Regions from separate parts of the Sus scrofa genome. Here region 2 is linked to region 1. Evidence: chromatin contacts called from public Hi-C data. All regions are on one chromosome and are shown on one strand. The core of a region is the stretch at or near the end of the contact, and the rest is flanking DNA. Distances in the headings are between cores, read along the strand shown.

Region 1 (3,861 bases), core at 964-3,463:
CTTCCTTCTTTCTTTCCTTCTTTCCTTTCTTTCCTTCCTTCCTTCCTTCCTTCCTTCCTTTCTTCCTTCCTTCCTTTCTTTCCTTTATTGCTTTCTAGAACCATACCCTCGGCACATGGAGGTTCCCAGGCTAGGGGCCGAATGGGAGCTACAGTGGCCAGCCTACACCACAGCCACAGCCATGCCAGATCCAAGCCACATCTGCGACCTACACCACAGTTCACGGCAACACCGGATCCCTGACCCACTGAGCGAGGCCAGGGATCGATCCTCGTGGATCCTAGCTGGATTCACTTCCACTGCGCCACAATAGGAACTCCCATGGTTTTTTACGTGGTGTTGTTCACAGTTGTCATGTGAAAGGAAGACCCTTTACAGGAGAGATTTAGGCCATAACAAATGGTCATGAAGGGTACCGCAGGCAATGGGCCAAGTGACAGACCTGTGCAGGAGGCTGGTTAACCATCACGATGTGTCAAAATTTGCTGCCACTCTGCGAACACTCCTTAAAGGGATATTTACTGCTGTCTGGTTTAGCCTTTCACCAGCTGAAGGTTTATCCAAATGTACTGGGCCCAAGGAGCTTCTGTAGGTGAACTGGTAGGGGTGAGGGAGCGGCCCTGGCCATGAACCTCACCAGCAGCAAATGATGGCTCATGTGGAATTGATGCCATAGGGACTTCGGTAAGCATAACATTCAAGTGAAAACTATATGCCTGCTATGCAAACGCCTCTTAAACACCAAACCCCAACCAGCCTCTCCTTGAAACGGTATCGAAAGTCCAAGGCTCATCTATACAGACATTTAGAAGCCACCACCATCTTGGGTTAAAGTCCTAAGAATCATTTCAGTCTGTGCCAATCTTTCTGTCCCAGCACCTGCAAGGACAGAACAGCAAGTGTCTCTGACCACATGACGCATATTAGGGACGAGCTGTCCAAACACTGGAATTCATTCATCTGCTCACGAGAGGCTGAGAAACTCAGATGATGGCGTAAGGGAGCATCACACTTAGAGGTTCATTAAACATGACTGTCAACATAAACATTTCCAACCTGTTTGCTTTTTACATGGCAAAGCCAGGACGAGCTTTACATGCAAACTACACACGCAGGACATGACACAGGGAGGCTGGGAGTGGGCATGTCTGTCCCTTCTTTGGCAGCACGTGGTCCCCAACCAACAAAACTCCATGAAAACTCATCTCTCCCTCCATTCAAAGTTTGGAGTGTATTCTGAATTCTAAACTGTGTTCTGATCAGCCATCTCCAAAGCAATTTTATCTCCATTGCCTACCTCACCATCCTCAAGAGAAACACTTCCCGCCTATTACTCTGTTATTTAAATTATTCTAAAGAAAAGTCACTCTAAAGCAAATATATTCAGACTTCCGTGAGTCAGAACACAAACCTCTTACAGCTGCCTTCTCTAGGAGATATTCATCTTTTAATCCTGCAAGAGGAAAGGCAGTTTTAAGAAGCCTTAACAATTCCACCCTACACCGTGAGTTGCTTAATTGCAGTAGGAATACATGTACCAAGAATCATTCCTTAATTAGGCTAAACCTAAAACAGCAGTTGTTAAATGTGTGATTTGAGCTGATGCAACGGGGTGTGCTTCTGCCGTGCTGCCACAGAGACGGCGATGCTTTTCAGGTTTTATTTTTAAAGTTTGGGTAATTATAACTTCAACCAACAGTGGAGGGGAAATGAATCATTTATTTGTCTCTCTTATTACGGCTTCCCTCCCCCCAAAGTGTTTCCTATTTTGTAGCATTCACCTATAGCTAGCTAGGTGTTCCTGGGACCTGAGGCTTGAAGCATCTGCGGTTTGATCACACACTGTATGGTAAATAGACCAAGACAGACGATTGCCACCCTAATCCATTATAAAATGGGGGGGGGGACCACACCCACTTAATTCAGCCCATTTGCTTGATATCAAATTTGAACAAGCAACAAGCAGCAGTTTGGTGTAGGAGGAAGAGTTCTGAAAACGATGAAGGGACCCCTGGATTTTGAGCTTCCTCCTGCCCTCTTGGGCACTCCCTGACTCTCTGGGCCTTGGTTTTCTTATATGGTTTCTTAGGTGACATGCAGCTCTGAGACGCTAAGGTCCTGATGATCAGGAGGGCACAGCAATATGGAACAGTGGAGTGGCCGTGCAACGCACAACTCCGCGGATAATCCAGTTTGCCTCTGATGAGTGCGTGCTATGAGTCAGCCTTCGGCTTGGCTGGGATGTTGTTGACTCATGAGGAGAGAGGTCTGGAGAGGACAAGTGAGTCGTTGACAAGTCACACTGTTAGTAAATGCGGGAGAGAGAGTACAAACAGGGCATTTCTGCTGCTAGGTTATCTAAGGTAGTCTCTCCTCGGATTATGGAGGAACCAAGCGACATGAAAGGGTTTGCAACTGTATTTTTCAGGGGCTACTCCTTACCCTCAGACTAGGATGGTTCTGGGATTTAGAAGTCTCAGGTCTGGATCAGTGTAATTCTGCCACACGATGCATCTTCCGTGCATCCTATTTTTATCTTTTTAAAAGAAAACTGTGTTAGGTAATGATGAAGAGTGTGGGTCTAATACAAAGATTTGTTTTGGTTTTGTTTCTTCTAGGGCCAAACCTTCGGCATATGGAGGTTCCCAGGCTAGGGGTCTCATCGGAGCTGTAGCTGCCAGCCTATGCCAGAGCCACAGCAACGTGGGATCCAAGCCACATCTGCGACCTACACAACAGCTCACGGCAACGCTGGATCCTTCACCCACTGAGCAAGGCCAGGGATCGAACCTGCAACCTCATGGTTCCTGGTTGGATTCGTTAACCACTGAGCCATGACGAGAACTCCAAGATTTGTACACGAATGTTCCTAGCAGTTGAGTTTGTAATGGCCCCAAACTGGCCATTAAAGCCCAATGTCCACTAACAGGTGAGTGGAGAGACAAACCAGGGTATGTGCAACACGACAGAACACCACTCAGCTGCTGAGGCCTGCAATGACCTGGATGAATCCCAGACTAATTATGCTGAGTGAAAGAAGCCAAACAAAAGAGAGTTCAGGCTGTATGAATCCATTTATATAAAATTGTAGAAAATGCAAGCTAATCTATACTGATAGAAAGCGGGTCACTGGTTGCTTGGAGATGCGGGTGTGGGAGAGGGATCAAAGGGGAGATTAAAAGGAGGCACAAGGGGAGTTCCCCTGTGGCTCAGAGGGTTATGAACTCAACAAGCATCCATGAGGACGTGGGTTTGATCCCTGGCCTCGTGGGCTAAGGATCCTGTGTTGCCGTGAACTGTGGTGTAGGTCGCAGATGTGGCTCAGATCTCCTGTGGCTGTGGCTGTGGCTGTGGCTGTGGCTGTGGTGTAGGCCAGCAGCTACAGCTCCAATATGACCCCTAGTCTGGGAACTTCCATGTGCCACAGGTGCAGCCATAGGGATAAAAAAAGGGAGGCCCAAGGAAACTTTTGGGAGTGAGACGTAGGTTCATTTGTCTTCATGGTGGTGATGGTTTCATGTGTAGACACTAAAAACTCTCAAATGGTACATTTCAAACATGTGCAGTTCATCATCTATCAAGGATACCTCAATATAGCTGTTCCAAAAAAAATAAAAATAAAAACCCCCAAAGCTCAGGGGGCCTGGGGTTGAAACCCAATCTCACCATCCACTAGCCATATAACCCTCGGTGAGTTGCCAGCCTCATCAGCAGAAGGAGGAATACTCATCAATAACCATTATTCTGCAGGAAATAATCATTTCTACCTCACCACATTGCTGTGAGGATTAAATGAGTTAATCCTTGTAAAGCACTTAATACGAAGTGGCTCTTCTTCTTATTTTCCCGAAACCACCAAGA
Region 2 (3,861 bases), core at 731-3,230, 460 kb before region 1:
GTGGCCCCCAGCCCAGGGCATGTCGGTATTGAAGGGCATCAGTGGGTGGAAAGGCCAGGCAATCTGGCTGGCAAGGAAAGGTCATGTTTCCCATGATTTGGCGTGTTCTGGAATGTTCTCTTGAGCAGACCTGCATGTTCAAGTTCTAGAAAGGGTGGAGGGAGTTCCGCTGTGGCTCCTGTCCATGAGGATGCAGGTCGATCCCTGGCCTCACTCAGTGGGTTAAGGATCCGGCGTTGCTGTGAGCTGTGGTGTAGGTCACAGAGGCGGCTTGGATCCTGCATTGCTGTGGCTGTGGTGTAGGCTGGCGGCTGTAGCTCCAATTTGACCCTAGCCTGGGAACCGCCGTATGCCGCAGGTGTGGCCCTAAAAACACACACACACACACACACACAAAATTGTGGAAGGGGTGGAAGAGAGGAGGGGACTGACTTTAAGAAAACACAAGGGAGTTCCCTTCGTGGCTCAGTGGTTAACGAATCCGACTAGGAACCATGAGGTTGTGGGTTCAATCCCTGGCCTCGCTCAGTGGGTTAAGGATCCAGAGTTGCCATGAGCTGTGGTGTAGGTCGCAGACATGGCTTGGATCTGGTGTTGCTGTGGCTGTGGCGTAGGCCGGCGGCTTCAGCTCCAATTACACCCCTAGCCTGGGAACCTCTGTATGCTGTGGATGTGGCCCGAGAAAAAGACAAAAATAAATAAATAAATAACCAAACAAATGAATAGTTTAAAGAAAATAAGAAAGAAAACATGAGAACAGGAGGGTAATGTTTTAAACTCTGGGGAATGTTCTAGGCGTTCTCGCCAGGAGGGGGAGGCTGCTGGGGAGTGACGGGAATCCAGGCGGTGACAGGTTGTGAGTCCTTGCAGCACAGGGTGGGCTCCTTGGCTGCCGCTGGATGTTCTGGAACATCCGATGCCCTTTCCCCTGAGCCCTGACCTCGCTTCCCTGCTTGGGTGCCGCAGCCGCTGGCCGCCCGCAGGAAGAGCAGGTGGCCTTCTGTACCTGACCATGTGAGCTGGGGGGACCGTGACCTTCGCTCTGAGCTACAGCCTCTTCTGCATAATGCTGTGTTCCTGGCACCTGGGGCCTCGAACTCCCTTATCTTTTTTTTTTTTTTTAACTGAAGTAGATGTGATTTATAAATATTATGTTAGTTTCAGGTGTACAGTGAGGGGATTCACTTAAGCATATATATTCGCTCCCGATTCTTCATTATGGAGTATTACATGAATTTGAATATAGTATAGTTCCCTGGGCCCTATAGTAAATCCTTGTTGTTATCTATTTGATATAGAGTGGTGCGCACCTGTTAATCCCAGACTCCTAATGTATTCCTTCCTGATTCACTTTCCCCTTTGGTAACCACAAGTTAGTTTTCTGTTGTCTGTGAGTCTCTTTCTGTTTTGTAATTAATCGCCCTTCCTTGTCCGCTCACAGTTAAGTTGACTTTCTGTTACTGAATCTATCCTTGGACTTGGTCTGAATATGCTGATTCCTGCTGTTAGCTGAGGGGTGGCCTTTTAGAAGCCCAGGCCCGCGGTCATGACAGCTGGCATTTATCAGGCACCCCCTGGGTGCCAGGCACTGCGCCCAAGCTCTTTCTACCACAGCCCAATGATGGGAGTGCATGTATCCGTCTCCATTTATAGCTGGAGCTGTGGGCGCCCAGCAGTATCGTGTGAGGGGCCTGGGGTCACACGCGCAGCAGGTGCTGGCGCCAGGAGCTGCTCTCAGACCCACTCTGTCCCGTTCTGTGCTGGGCAGTGTGTCCAGCCAGGGACGCCGTTATAACCCCGAGCTACCAAAGGCATCACCGCCTGTCTCAGACAAGCAGCTGGGCCCTGTGGCCTGACCAGCTAGTTTTGTCTAGTTGGTTGGCAGTACAGTGGGGCTGGCTGACCCTGGCACTCTCCACATTCTTAAGCACTGATGCCTGCGTCACACGATCTGGCCCTCTGTCCAGTGTGACCGCACTGCCACCTCCAGTCACTTCCAAATATGCACATCTTTCCGGCCCATCCAGATTGCAGGATGCTCGTGGACAGGGTCCACGCCAGGTTTTCTTGTTTTCCTCCAGTGGCCTCCCCCGAGCGCCTGGCCTATTAGCGGGTGCTTACAAGTGGTTTCATGCCCCTTAGCCTGACTGGGGGACAGCCTTTTAAGTGGCTGCCTTCCACGGCCGGATACAAATTGCCATCGACTGGTATTATGAGCCCTTCTCCCTTTGCAGAACAAACATGGTTTTACTTCAGCAACTGAAAGTGGAAGAAAACCATACCTGCAGATGCTAGGGCCTGATTTTAGCGGCTTAGCCATCTCATGCATTTTCTGTTGCCTTCTTTGTCGTGGGCATCTTTGTGCTGGGTAGTTCCTGCTGTTCAAAAGGCAAAACCAAATTGAACTCTGAGATGGAACCTGGTTCCCTCGGCAGTCTTGGGGGCTGATCTGCTAGGCCGTCTCTTGGGTTTAGCTGTGGGTTGGTCTGTACACGTGCTTATTTGAAACAGGGGCACAGGTGCTTGCTGCGCCAGGTGGTGGGAGCTGGGTGGCCTTGGTGGGAGGGGCGATGCATGCTTCAGAGCCGTGCTCCCCCACGCCCACCCCCCGTTTTGGCCAAAGAATGCTCAGCCATCCTTTTCAGCCTTGGAGGAGGAAAGAGCTCAATTTCAGCCACGTGCGAGCTCCCCACCCTCCTGGCGTGGAATGCCCCTGTGGGCACCATCCATTAGAAAAGATTTTATTAGTTTTTCTTGGCCCAGATTTCTTCTTTTGATTATCCCTGGCCAAGGAATGCAGGCTTATCACATGTCATTGTCCCTGCTGGCCCCAGCTGTGCTCCTGTACCTTGGTGGCAGGAGAGACTGGAGATCAGTGGCAACAGAAGCATTCCTAGCAAGTGGGGACCTTGTGCTCATGGTGCCTGTCCCCAGGCAGATTTTTAAGACTGCCGGTTCACCTCTGCTGCTTCCTTCTGCTGCCTGCGAGAGTGTGAAAGGCCCAGGGCATCATGGGCAAATGCTCCACAAAATTGTGTGGCCAGCAGCTTTACCAAAGCGAGGGAGAAGGGAGAAGGGGGGAAGGAGAGAGAGGAGAGGAGAGAGAGCGGCAAAGGCGCCAGGAGCATGCATAGACTCAGGGGCAGACATTTCCAGGGGACATGATGGCCAGTGACAGAGTGACAGAGCAAGAGGGTGGACCATTGGCCTGGGTCCACTCGGTACTCTGATACAACTTCTTGCCCAGTTCAGATGTTGCTGGGCGTCTTGTGTGTACAGTGGGTGATCACAGAGAGCGCTTGGAAGGCTGTGAACGGGTGCTGAGCAAACCCGAGGGTGCTTGTTGTCATAGCATCCCTGTCCCATCCCTCAGCCACCAACGCTCTCTCTCTAAAGCCTACAGGATCTCAAGGGCTTGTCGGATGAGGATTTAGTGATAACCTTGCTCAGAGGAGCCCCACTCTTGCAACTTCCATGCTTCGAAGAAAGAAAGCGGAGGTGCTCAGAGGAGGCAGCGCCCTGGGCGGAGTGAGGGGAGGCAAGACGAGGGAGGCCGAACGCAGACATAGTCTCGCTGATTCTGTAGTCAAAGGCTGAGTCTCTCATCCGAGGGTTGGCACCACTGGGATGAGACTAACAAGATGTGGGGAGGGGGCAGATGTGGACAATATTTTATAACCAGTATCACCCATCAGATGTGACACCGGCTCTGCCTCCACACGGGTTCATACCAGCTCAACAGCAGCTCTGCTACGATAGCCTCAGCCTGGTGGTGTATTAGTCTGCCGGGGCTGCTGTTACAAAGCACTGTGGACTGGGTGGCTTCAGCAATGACATTTATTTCCTCAGGGTTCTGGAGGC

The links. A called contact is a pair of places that touch in the nucleus more often than the background predicts.
Region 2: a contact with region 1 is called in a Hi-C map of heart right ventricle, with 2.4 times the contacts expected there. The contact joins two enhancer-like sites. A contact is called at or near these places in 1 of 47 Hi-C or Micro-C datasets (heart right ventricle) and 1 of 2 datasets of contacts at active chromatin or transcription factors (alveolar macrophages).

The regions. Positions count from the first base shown.
Region 1 is chr7:9,326,838-9,330,698 of Sscrofa11.1, reverse strand. The region is part of intron 4 of PHACTR1 (phosphatase and actin regulator 1); the gene reads right to left. Among named protein-coding and RNA genes, the nearest start is that of PHACTR1, 220 kb to the right of the region's middle. Within about 2 kb of position 2,213, at least 5 of the 83 cell types and tissues checked have an H3K27ac peak or open chromatin away from gene starts, as enhancers often do.
Region 2 is chr7:9,781,705-9,785,565 of Sscrofa11.1, reverse strand. The region is part of intron 1 of GFOD1 (glucose-fructose oxidoreductase domain-containing protein 1); the gene reads left to right. Among named protein-coding and RNA genes, the nearest start is that of GFOD1, 71 kb to the left of the region's middle. Within about 2 kb of position 1,980, at least 25 of the 83 cell types and tissues checked have an H3K27ac peak or open chromatin away from gene starts, as enhancers often do.